2 separate regions of the Sus scrofa genome follow, and region 2 is linked to region 1. The links are chromatin contacts, called in public Hi-C maps. All regions are on one chromosome and are shown on one strand. The core of a region is the stretch at or near the end of the contact, and the rest is flanking DNA. Distances in the headings are between cores, read along the strand shown. Region 1 holds the start of C2CD3 (C2 domain-containing protein 3). Region 2 holds the start of RPS3 (ribosomal protein S3).

Region 1 (6,389 bases), core at 3,073-5,572:
AGCACAATGTCTAACACAAACTAAATGCTCAATGTACATTTTGTGAATAACTGAAGTCTTTGTTCTCTGTATTTTGATGTCTTCAAACTTTTCTTCTGGGAAGAATGTCAAGTTAAGGGCAGGTTAATCTTTAATTAGTCTTTGGTGTTGCAGTTCTCTTCGCCCAACACTGTTTATGTGCTAAAACTTAATCTTTACTGACTTGAACTGAATTGACTTGATAAGTTACTCCGCCATCCAAAATGTGTTTATGCGAAAGCTTGATCACATAGAGAATACAGTACTTTTAGAATGCTTTCTTTGAAGAGAAATGAAGAAATTCTGGCTCTGCAGAAGGAGCTCCCTTCTCCTTTCTTTACCGACTCACTAAACCACTCATTTGGTATTTAACATGTATTATCTCATATTATCGGTAAACTTTCTATCTCTACCTTCTTTTCTTGAGCATGACATAAGCCCCAGAACAGAGACTACAGTTATTACTTGAAGCAGCGTGGTGTGGTGATAAGTGCATGAGTTTTGGTGTCAGAAAGTGGGTTTAAATCTAATTTTGTCATTTATCAACTACGTAACCTTAGAGAGTATTAATTTCACCTCTCTGAACCTTAGTTTCATTGTCTATAAAAAAGAGAGAATATCTATCTTGCGGGGTTATTCAGGATTAGAAATAACATGTGTTATCAATTGCTAGCACACAGTACACTCTCAAGTGGCTATAAAACCTCTTCTACTCCTCGATAATGAGCAACGCCACAGGAGTTCCCGTGTTGGCTCAGTGGAAACGAATTGACTAGTATTCATGAAGATGCAAATTTGATTCCTGGCCTTGCTCAGTGGGTTAAGGATCCGGCATTGCTGTGGTGTAGGTCGCAGATGCGGCTTGGAACTGGCATTGCTGTGGCTGTGGTGTAGGCCGGCAGCTAGAGCTCTGATTCGACCCCTAGCCTGGGAACCTTCATATGCCGCAGGTGGGGCATCCAAAAGACAAAAAAATCCCCAAAAAAACAAAACAAAAAATAACAATACCACAGACACTAGGTACACAGTAATACTTATCTAACATAACCACTTGCTTCTTATTTGGCCTACAGGTAAAATGATAAGACGCACACTATACCTGTTAGATAGGAGGTAAACTGCTTTGGACCACAGCGGATAGCGTAACGTGTAGTTGTTCTCACAGCTTTTGGCTCGGTCTGCAACGCATCCCTGGGACAAAAGATGGTTCCTTCCGACGTTTCTCCCCACCATCTCACTCGAACAAGTACGCAAGCAGGAGGCTTCGCAATCTTCCATATGACTTTATTAACAGTAAGTTTTAGAAAGCAGCGGAGCTGGCCTTCAACCAGGGGCGGGAGGCTCGTAGATGGAGAAATGTCACTCAAACCTGGGGAGAAATCCAAGAACATGAAGTCAAAATTTATTCTAAATATAGAAAACACATAATCTCCTTTTTGAATGAAAACACACAAAAATATTTCAGTCTCTATGGAGAAATGGCTTGTTCTCTTTATTCTAATATATGAGAAGTAACTAGCAAACCAGACCACAGAATAACCTATCGGATCACTTAACCCACCTTGACAGTCTGCATTTAGGCTTTGATTCAGGTTATTTTAAGTAAAGACCACACCAACTTAAGACCTGCTAATACGAACTCCTCTTTCACTGAAAGGCACCAAATGAAAAATACAAATACAATGATACAATATATAGGTTTAAGACATCTTTGAGTAGTTGAAATTTTTCTTCCAAATACTGTTTTTTGGATCATTGCCGTGTCCACAGTTTTTAAGACGATGCAATCTTTAGCTAATTCTCTTACTTTAAAACCATCATTAAACATAAAATAGTAACAAAGCCCTTCCCTCAACTCTCAAATGGTTAAGTCTACACAATACAACTTGGCATTTCAGTAACGACCACCTTAAACTGCCTGTGCCTTTTCCTGCCAACATCCTAAGTCAATGCAGGCAGAAACTATCATCTTCACATCCTGCCATTATTTTTCAGCACAGTGTTGGGTTCATAATTATTGGCCTTTATAATAGTTATTGGATTTCAGAGGGATAAAATGTAAATGAGGCAATTAATACGACGTTTCTATAAAGCTTTCCTTTCATGACACTGATTACCTTCCATTCACAGTGTCTTGTAACCGTAACTCACAGGAAATTGAAGAACGCATTCCGGAGTTCTGGTTGTGGCTCACAGGTTAATAACCAGCGCAGTGTCCGTGAGGATGGAATTCGATCCCTGGCCTTGCTCAGTGGGTTAAGGGTCTGGCCTGCCACAAGCTGCAGCGTAGTTTAGGTCACAGATGCAGCTCGTATTGCTGTGGCTATGGAGGAGGCTGGCAGCTGCAGCTCTAATTTGACCCCTCGCCTGGGAACTCACATATGCTGCAGGTGTGGCCATAAAAAAAGGAAAAAAGAACTCATTCTTATATTACACACACCTTTCTATTCCTTTTTTTTTCTGGGGAGTGGTCATGCCTCCCCAGAAGAAAATATATTGGAAAGCATCAGATAAGGAATTTATGTTAGCAATTCTTTGGATTTCTAAAGCCAACACCTTCTCTGCTTTCTTTAGTAAGGAAAAGACTCACCATATAGCTAGTTTCAGTATAAAAATTATACACAGGTATGCACATGAGCATTACTGTATATGCATATGGTATATAGTGAGAAGGACATTCTTATGTTATTTCTGTTTTGATTTTCCTCCTAGCAACCAAATATGCTTGACTGGTTTGACACAGGGAGCACGAGCACTGCACAGTTCCATGCTTCTGTTTCATATCCTCCCATCATTCCTAGAAGGAAAGGCATTGCCTCAAAACTGTGTTATTGTTACACAGTGTGGATAAGATTCATCCCCAAACTTCAGCTTTCATTCTTAACCTAATGGCCTAATGCACTATCACGAGTCCTAATACTGCTTTGCCTATAATATAAATAGGCAGACTCACCCAGGATTTTTTGTTTTGGTTTTTTAATATGTTTTTTGAAGCAGCCCTGTAGAGATTCAGTTTCGTTTCCTGATCTGTCCTGGGTTCCCAGGGTGACTGTTCTTGCTGCAGCTAACACTTTCCTGGTCTCTTGGTGAGCTTGCTTCTCCTTGAGCATGCTAACCTGATAAGGTTCTCTTGCTACACACTCTTTCATCTTAAATCCTTCAGAGAACTTCATGCCCTCACAACCCCGGCAACCCCCACCACTCCCCAGCTTTTCTTCCTTTTCCTTCACAACTATCCTTTCGCTACTCCCAGCTGTAGCCCTGGATGCTTTATGATCGTCTCACCTTCAGTCATTCAACTAACATTTACTGAGTCCAGCTTTGTGCTAGTTCTTGGGGATTCGGCAACGTATTAAACATGACCCCTGCCCATTAGGATCACTGCTATACTCTCCTCTACAACTTATTTTTTTTCCAGTCCCATGTGGCCTGCAAAACTACACCCTCCCCACCCCCATCCCCAACACACGTCTGACTTTATCAAAAACACTCCTAAATCATGGGGATTTAAATACAGCACAGTGACTACAGTTAATTATAGTGTATTGTCTATTTGAAAGTTGCTAAAGGGTAGATTTTAAAAGCTCTCCTCAGAAGGAAAAAAATATTTGTAACTATGTCTGGTGATGATGCTACCTAGACACGAACTCATTTCGAAATATATACAAATCGTTATATTGTACAGCTGAAACGAACAATGTTATATGTCAATTATAATCTCAATTTTTAAAAAGTAAAAAGCAAAACATTCCTACAATTTTTTTTTTTTTTCCTTCCTCTAGAAGCGTCCCCTTTTAACCCTCACTTCATTTACTCATTTTTGCCTCCTACTTCGGCCACTATTTCCTTTCCATTCGCAGGAGAGCCAAACGCCCTGTCTTTTCAATCTTCTGATTCCCTGGTTATTCTCCCTTCTCCAACCCCTTTTTAAAAAACAGGCGGCTGTGCGTATGGGAGGGGTGGGGGTGGCGGGGAGTCTGCCTAGAACGTCTGGCACCCTGCTCCCCTAACTCCGCCCTACCACTCTGCCCTCAACCTTTCGTTACCTCTCTTCCCGCGGCTGCGGCCGGCCCCAGGCCCCTGGGCTTTCCGTTGTTTCATGGCGAGCCCGAGCTCCTCTTCATCAACTCAAATCCGGCCACAGCACCCAAGCCGTAACCTCCCGCCATCCCTTCCCACCGCGCTTGCGTTCCCCAGCAACTGGCGCCGCTGGGCAGCCTGGGAGGCAGGAAGAAGCGACTCTTTCTCTAACAGTCCCCGGGAAGCCATGAGAAAGAAAGGCGGCATACTCCTTCAGACCAGGAGACTACAACACCCAGAATGCTTTGCTACACTACCTTCGCGGGGTTGGAGACGGTCTCCTCCAGCTGCGCAGGCGCAAAGGGATACTCCCTTTGAGGACTCCATTGCCCAGGGTGCATTGCTTTCAGGAGCACTTCTCTTTCCGTCTGGGATCGTGAAGTTCTCCGCTTGGGGTCTGAGGGGTCCGAGACTCCGTTACCCAGCTCCCTTTGTGAAGTGCTGTTGCGCACTTCCGGTGGAAGCGCAAGGCGAGGGGGTGGAGTCTACGGAGCCGGTGGGCGGTGCTGCCGGTAGCTGGGTGCTGTCCAAAGGCTACAGGGCGTCGCTAGGGGAGCGAGCTGTGACCGGTTGGGCCGCTCTTAGCGTGGGACGGAGCTTCGGCTACAGTTCGGCTACCTGCGGCCTCCCCTTCATGTCGGCCCTCGAGAAGAGCATGCACCTCGGCCGTCTGCCCTCTCGCCCGCCTCTCCCCGGCAGCGGGGGCAGTCAGAGCGGAGCCAAGATGCGAATGGGGTACGTGACCCATACCCCTTCTCCCTAGAGGCCAGGCCCCGGCCATTGGAGAATGGTGTCTCTGCGCGTTTAGGGCGGCACGACCAGGAGGGCTCAGGAGGGGAGAAGATGTTGGCGGCGGCCTGGAGACGTTTAGATGAAGTAGGAGGTGGATCTGGGGACTAGGGGAGGCGCCAAGTCAATGGAATTGGAGGACAAATAGTATTGGAGGGAGGGGAATGAGGCAAAGATTGAAGAGGCTGAGAGGATCGTGTAAGAGAGGTAATGAGGCACCCCCAGAAGAAGGGGTGGAGGAGGTTTGAGAAAAGGGAGATGAGCGGTGACAGAGGTGGAGGGAAGTCTGCCAGGGAGGGCTGAGAGAAATGGGAAATGACAGAGAAAAGTTGAGGGGAATTAGAAGAACCAGGGAAATATTAGGAGGCGTAAGAAGACTGTGAACACTAGGTGTTAGAAAAAGCCGACGGAAAGCGAGAACACCTGAGGCAGGGTTGGAGCAGACGAGAGAAACAGGGAGCAGAAGGTTCTAGAGAGAGTTCCTAGAGGTGTAAGAGGCAGATTCAGGGAGTGAGCGGGCGACTTAGAGATTGGGTCTCTTGAGGGGTACCGCGCAAGTGTGGAGAACAGGCCAGAGGAAAGATGGAGAACACACTCCAGAAGACTGTTGGGGTGAGATGTGCGGGCGGGGATAAGGGGAGGAGGGCTGAGGGCCTTAGAGACTGACCAGGGGCTCCACAGACGGAGAGATGACTAGGAACAGGGTTTAGGGAACGCAGGGCTGCAGAGCTAAGTCCAGGATGCATAAAGAGGGCGATTTGGGCAATTGATTTTTTCTGGGCTAATACATCTGATGGAAGCTATGTTTGGGTCTGATAAGATTCAATTAACAGAGTATGGAGTGTAGCCACTTAAAGTGTTTTAGGGGAAACCTTCCTTTACTGGGTTGGGAGGAGCTGTTTGCTTTGGGAGTTTTAGGTTATTGAATGGCTTGTGCCAGGTTCGGGGGTATGAAGGTGTAGAAGAGAGAGTATAACGTGTTGAACATGGGAGAGGTAGTTATTTGAAACAGAGGTAATTGAACAGGGAGTTGGTTTTGCGGAGTATTTGTAGAACCAGGATTCTGGAGACTAGTGACTGTAAAGAAAAAAGGGGTAGGAAAAATACTTAGGTCTGAGGTAGTCAAGTGTATGTGTTTGGGATTCTAAAGATAGGTTGGTAGCTATTTTTGGAATCAGGACTAGAGAAGAAAACCTTAGATTCTGAAGAGATGTTATGTACAAAAAATGATCAAAAAGGAGATGAAGGTAAGATAGGTAATGCTGTGAAAGCAGGTCCTAGAAACAAAGAGAAAGGAGAGTCCTATAGATTAAAATAGGTAGAGGGGTGGTTAGAATGATTGGAAAAACCAGGAAACTTTGAGGTAGAGACCTATGAGACACAGTAGAAAATTGAGAAAATTTTGACGGAGAAGATAGGTCGAAGGATGCACAGTACAAAGAGGTGATGGAAGGCTACATGTAAGATAAAATGAAGATTGTTTTAGCTTTGATAGACAGTAA
Region 2 (6,485 bases), core at 2,261-4,760, 1.1 Mb after region 1:
TAACACTCACGAGGCCGACACAGCCATCGCCTCTCACAAGTCTAAGCAAAGGAGCCAGAATGCCTTCCGTGCCTGTGGAATTAGGGTCTGGAGAACTAGATTAGGTGGCTCTTTTTTTTTTTTTTTTTTTTTTTTTGTCTCTTTTAGGGCCGCACTCGTGGCATCTGGAGGTTCCCAGGCTGGCCTACACCACAGCCACAGCAACGTTCAGATCCAAGCCACATCTGCGCCCTACACCACAGCTCAAGGCAACGCCGGATCCTTAACCCACTGAGCAGGGAGGCCAGGGAGCGAACCTGCAACCTCAGGGTTCCTCGTTGGATTCGTTGCCACTGCGCCAGGACAGGAACTCCGTAGATCAGATGGTTCTAATGGTTTTTCCCTGCAAAAGCCCAAAGCACTCCTTGCTAAGTAAGAGGCCAGCCCCGATTCTATTCTAGTGTTGGCTGCATGCCAGCCACGGGCTCCTGGCCTCTCCCTTCGTCTCCTCGCTAACCAGCGCCCTAGCCTGGCTCTGGAAGCCAGGCAGTTGGTAGCCCTGGCTTGTTACCATTTGTTCTTGTTCTTTGGTCCCCTCAGTGGAGTCAGTCCTGAGGTCGTGGAGTCCACTAGTCAAATCCTGGGAAGCCAGCCTCCTGCCTCTTGTTTCTGTGGAGGGCGTCCACCTCCCCAGCTCTGTGTTGGTCCACATTTTCAGCCCCTTGAATGAGGTCAGCCAAAGATGCCCCCTTGGCTAGCGGACCAGTCGAAGGGGTGGGCAGCGTGTCTACTGGGGAGAACTGCAGCCCCGCCCCTTTCTGGGAAGGAGGGGGGACCAACGCGCTGTAGTTGCCAGTTGTGGCCGCCAGAGGGCGAGGTAGCAGAGCATTTGGAAAGCTGGTTTAGGAAAGGCGGAATTTCCAAGTTCAAAAATTAACTGCGGAGTTCCCGTCGTGGCTCAGCAGTAAGAAACCTTACTAGTATCCCTGAAGATATGGGCTCGATCCGTGGCCTCGCTCAGTGGGTTAAGAATCTGGCGTTGCGGTGAGCTGTGGTATAGGTCGCAGACACCGCGCAGATCTGGCGGTTGCCCTGGCTGTAGCCTAGGCAGTTAGGCTTCAGCTCAGATTGGACCCCTGGCAGGGAACTTCCATATGCCCCGGTGCGGCCCTAGAAAGACCAAACCAAACCAAACAAAAAAATCAACTGGCCACCCACCTGTGGTGCAGGGGGTTGAGGATCTGGTATTGTCACTACAGTGGCTCCAGTCATTGCTGCGGCATGGGTTCGATCACTGGCCCGGAAACCAATACATACCATGGGCACAACCAAAAAACAAAAAAATCCAACCAACCAACCAACCAAACAAAAGCCCAGATAAAATCAATTGGACAAACTTACTGTCTCTGGTATTCCAGCTGTGTCCCTCTCCTTGAGCTGGGCTTGGTAACCCGCCTCCTCCATCCACGCCCAGGAAAGGTTCAGCTGGTCATTTTGACCTGCCTGCCCAGCCCCTGCCCTCTCCCTCCTAGCCCGTAATGGCCCCGGGCAGGTCCCTGATACAGCTGTCCTTGGCCCCCACCTCTCCAAACCAGATGCTGATCTTACACCCTTGGAAAAAGCTTGATGAGTGGAGATCTCCCTGGTCTTTTTCTCTCCCTTGGCCAAGTCTTTCTTCTTCCAGTGTCTGGTCTCTGACTCAGTTTTCCCCACCTCTTTCTTTTGATTTCTCTGCCTTAAGCATTATTGCGGTATCATCCTTCTACCCACAGCAGATAGTGCCCAGCATGTGTGAGAATGGAAGGTGCTGGTGTGTAGCGGCTTCTGCAAAAAGCAGAGGTGTGGGCCCACGTGTTAGTGATGGCAAGATGACTCACCCTAACCAAAAACATTGAAACCAAAATGCCAAGGTGTTTATTTGCACTAAAAGCAGTGATGATCTGTCCCATATAACGGATGCTTTCCACGTGCTGGGCACTATGCTGAGTGCTTTAAAGCCACCATCTAATTCAATCACAGAAATCCTCAGAGGTTAATGAGCACTTTCCAGATGAAGAATATGAGACAAAAAGGTTTAGTGACTTGCCTGAAGCTTGTAAATAGTAGCACTGAGACATGAAACTGATTGAGCTGGCTTCATCATTTTCCCCACTGCCCTGCCTCTGACCAAGCTGTCTGCTCCCTTGGCACCCTCCCAGCAGAACAGAGCATCCTCCATGGCACCTGTGCACGGCAGTGACCCCATCTGTGTGACGCTGAAAGTGCACACCATTCGCCACAGGACATCTCACTGCCTGGAGGGAAATCTGAAAACATGTGTCCTGAAATGTTTGCTTAACCAGAAGAGTGTTGTGTTGTTTTAATTTGCTTCTCTTTTTAAATGTTTTTATGCATGTATTTTAATTTTAATTTTTTTGCTTTTTGGGGCTGCACCCATGGCACCTGGAGTTTCCTAGGTGAGGGATCGAATCAGAGCTGCAGCTGTGACCTACACCACAGCTCAGAGCAACGCCAGATCCTTAATCCACTGAGTGAGGCCAGGGATCAAAACTGTGTCCCCACGGATGCTAGTCAGATTTGTTTTCCCTGAGCCACAGTGGGAATGTCCGATACTAGTATTTTTACAGTGTTATTCTGAGTAATATAATATCTCTTAAAATAGATAAAATAAAAGGCATTATGATGATAAAGATAAAAGCTTCCTTCATGGGCTTTTTCCTGGGACCAGAGAACCATACCCAGGCAGGCATCCTCTGTGTCACTGGGGAGAGACAGCAGATGAGCCACCATGAAAACTCCAGACGTGACGTTGGTGCAAAGAACTTGCCGAGGTCTGATCCTCAGCTTTGAGTCTCTCCAACTCGGTTTTGTGGGCCTCCCGGGTAAGATATGGCACTTGTGAGCAAATTCATCTGAACCACAGTACCAAGAACAATTCGAAAACCAGAATCCATGCATTGATTTGTTTGCTATTCAAACTTTTGTTGACACTGGGCCTGAACCAGGCCGTATCCTAAGCTTACAGTAGTGGAAGAAATATATAAACAGGTCATTCCAACCCAGTGAGATGACTGTTATGGTGATGGGAGCAACTAGGAGAGACCCAATCCTGGAGGAAGTGCCAGAAGGAGATGACACACGGAGAAAAAAGCCTGTTCCTGGTTTCCTCACCTCCGTGAGGGTGGTCACTAACATCCAGCCCTGAAGTCAGAAACCGGCAACATCATTCTCAACTCCCCTCAGCCTCAATCCATCACCAAGACACATCAGGTCCACAGTATGTCCCTTTAATTCATCCACTTCTTTCAGACAGTTTTGACGTTTCGCTTGATCTCCTCCCTTTCGCGTTTCTGCCTACAGGTGTCTCCATCACGCTACTCTTCTCTTTTACCGCCTCCCGGAAGTAAAAACTACATTTCCCTTGAGCGCCCACAGACGTCGACGTCGCGCAGTTCTTTGTCGTCGCGCAGCGCTCTTTATACGCACTTCCGGCCACTCGCCCCTTCTTTTTCTTTCGGCTGCGCGCGGCGGCAAGATGGCGGTGCAGATTTCCAAGAAGAGGAAGGTGAGATCTCGGGGCCCGGATGCCAGGAGCTGTGGCGCCGCGCGGGCCAGGAGCTTTTCTGGGGGTCGTCGCGAGGCCCGCGGCTCCTTCCTCTTCCCCTGGCGGCGGGCCGCGTGGGGTTCCCGAGGGCCGAGGATGGAGGTGGATGGAGCGCAGGCCCGAGCCGGGCCGGCGCAGTATGGCGGAGATGGTTTGGACGGAGAGCAGAGATGAGCACCGGGGGCCCCTCCTGCCCCGGAGAAGGCGCTTGTGAGCATTTCTTGGTCAGTCCGTACCGTTAGGAAACGTGTGGTGTTTGAGGCCGTGAGCCGTTCCCCGCATCTTAGCGGGGCTTCGGGAGAGGGAGGTAGCAGTATATTTGCCTTCTCATTAATCGTTTCTGCGTGCAGCCTTCTGCCTCACAGACCTCAGTTTTGAGAAGGCTTTTGGCATTTTTTCCACTTGGGGCCAAGGAAAAGTTCTGGGGAAAGGGAGGGCGGGGACCTGAGAAGAACGCTTCCTCGAGTTTAACTGAACTGATCTTTCCATGGGAGAGAACTGTGTGAAGTCCGTTCGGTTTGAGGCACTTTGTCATTTTGTGAGTACATAACGTTGGTGTTACAGTGCAATCCACACGCTTTTGTGAGTGAGGATTTGCCAGCTTTCCGAAACACACGTGGGTACAGTTAAGGCAAGATTAAAGTGGCTGAGCGTCTTCTGCTGAGCCGAACTGTGTTTACAGGTGAGGCTGCTTAACTCCCTGGGTGCAAACAGTGTCTCACTTGTGCTGAGTTAGTTCTAAATGGGTCGTTTTAGAGCTGCTTTTGTTTAGCGTGGGTACATGCTAATAACAGTTTTTAAACCCTTCAATGACGAGAAGATGACGAGTCTGACTGGAGGTGTTCTCTTTGACCAGGTAGCCCCTGCTCTGTGTTGCGTTCTGTGGCACAGTTCAAAGGGCCCTGGGTCAAAGTGACTTCCAAAAGATGACCTAGAGGCATTTGTCTGAGAAGGGTTACTCTGTTCCTTCTGGAACACAGATAATATGATTGATGATGGGTCCTCTGTTGGAGGTGTTGAGTTTTAATGAAGGTTGCATTGGCTGAAAGACTGGACTAGGAAAGTGAGCCTGCACCCATGTCCTCACTTTGAATTTCCTTCTTTGGTTAGTTTGTCGCTGATGGCATCTTCAAAGCTGAACTGAATGAATTTCTTACTCGGGAGCTGGCTGAAGATGGGTACTCCGGAGTTGAAGTTCGAGTTACACCAACTAGGACAGAAATCATTATCTTGGCCACCAGGTAAAAACTTGTGTTCCAGGCCGTCACCCATAATTGTTGTTGGCATTAAGATGGTTTATTCTGCAAACTTGGGACAACCAGTGAACCTTAGAATATGTGATTTTTTTTTTTTAAACTGCATTTAAAAAAAATCCTAATTCTAGCTTTCTCATACAACATTTATACTTGCTTGTGTCCAGTGAATAAGACTTTACTACTGTATATATGCAAGATTTAAAATTACATTTGGGGAGTTCCCACTGTGGTCCAGTGGGTTAATGATCTGGCTTGTCTCTGCAGACACTGGTTCAGTCCCTGGCCTGGCTCAGTGGGTCAGGGATCCAGTGTTGCTGCAGCTGTGGCTTAGGTCTACAGCTTTGGCTGGGATTCAGTCCCTGGCCCAGGAACTTTCATATGCCTAGGGTGTTGCCAAAAAATAAAATTAACATCTGGAATTTTGTGAGAGCTGTGAATTGTCACTATTTTCCCCAGGACACAGAATGTTCTTGGTGAGAAGGGCCGGAGGATCCGGGAATTGACTGCTGTGGTTCAGAAGAGATTTGGCTTCCCTGAGGGCAGTGTAGAGGTGAGTGATCCTGGTTTATGCCAGAGGTTACTGTGGGCCTGGAAATGGCTCATTAGGATGGTACATTATCACTTTTAACAGTTATTTGTGGTTGCTGAGTGTTATAGATGAACATTTTTTTGAAGTTCTCTTAATAAACAGGATAGCGGGATTTTACATTCATCATAGGTGTAATTATGATACAAATGAGGGGTTGGCAGCCTCATGGTTTCCTTGTGACTAGAAAGACCTAGTGGTGGCAGGGCATGAGAAATGCTTCAGTCTATATGTCACTGAGTACATGCGGGCCTTAGAAATGCTTCAGTATCTGGGTGCTCTGGTGACACATACAGTGGTGTATGCTAGTATGGAGAATGTGCTGATTTTTAGTTGAAAACAGTGATGACTGTATCAAGTTTAAGAACATGCCTGTTTTCCTTCCTAAAGCTTTATGCAGAAAAAGTGGCCACAAGAGGTCTGTGTGCCATTGCCCAGGCAGAGTCTCTGCGATACAAACTCCTCGGGGGCCTTGCTGTGCGGAGGTAAGTGTCCTGAGACTTCCAGCGGTTGCGTCTTGTGGATCAGAGTATCAGCCATTTTGTCACTCGGTAAGCGGACTTACATGGCAGACCCTGCTAACATCCTGAGAGTTTTTAGCAGTAAGCTATTGCTAGTCATGGGGCTGGCCTAGCAGTCTAGCAAGAAAGACAGGTAAAGAGGCAAATTTTTAGAGTGGTCATTGCTGTGATGGAGAACTATTTGAGGTATGCTTTGGGAGTAGAATAAATACTGAACTCAGAGAAGAGGGATTAGGGTTCTCGAGCAAGCGTTCACATCCTTTATGTGGTGTTCTCTTTTCTGCTGGCTATAGGTAAGACCCATCTCTGATGAGCTTAAAATCTAGCCAGGTCTTGGTAGGTACATACAGATAGTAATGTGAGGATTGATGGATTTTGAAGGACATGAGGTGGTTGGCCATGGAGCTGGATTACTGATGAGATTTCAGCTGGCAGTTCTTTGAGCAGTTGCACTGGATTACTGATGAGATTTCAGCTGGCAGTTCTTTGAGCAGTTGCACTGTTTGTGGGGTAATGAGAATGCCTCACCCGGGGTTGGT

Evidence for each region. A called contact is a pair of places that touch in the nucleus more often than the background predicts.
Region 2: a contact with region 1 is called in a Hi-C map of liver, with 6 times the contacts expected there. The contact joins the promoter of RPS3 here to the promoter of C2CD3 in region 1. A contact is called at or near these places in 1 of 5 promoter capture datasets (liver) and 1 of 47 Hi-C or Micro-C datasets (liver).

What each region holds. Positions count from the first base shown.
Region 1 is chr9:8,508,521-8,514,909 of Sscrofa11.1, forward strand. It overlaps C2CD3 (C2 domain-containing protein 3), which reads right to left and starts at 4,323. Exons shown (of 34, transcript XM_021062487.1): 1 at 4,065-4,323; 2 at 1,118-1,387. The coding sequence starts at 4,119. PPME1 (protein phosphatase methylesterase 1) reads left to right here and starts at 4,271. Exons shown (of 15, transcript XM_003357190.5): 1 at 4,271-4,833. The coding sequence starts at 4,286.
Region 2 is chr9:9,621,765-9,628,249 of Sscrofa11.1, forward strand. RPS3 (ribosomal protein S3) reads left to right here and starts at 3,511. Exons shown (of 7, transcript NM_001044601.1): 1 at 3,511-3,544; 2 at 4,694-4,824; 3 at 5,296-5,389; 4 at 5,816-5,910. The coding sequence starts at 3,515.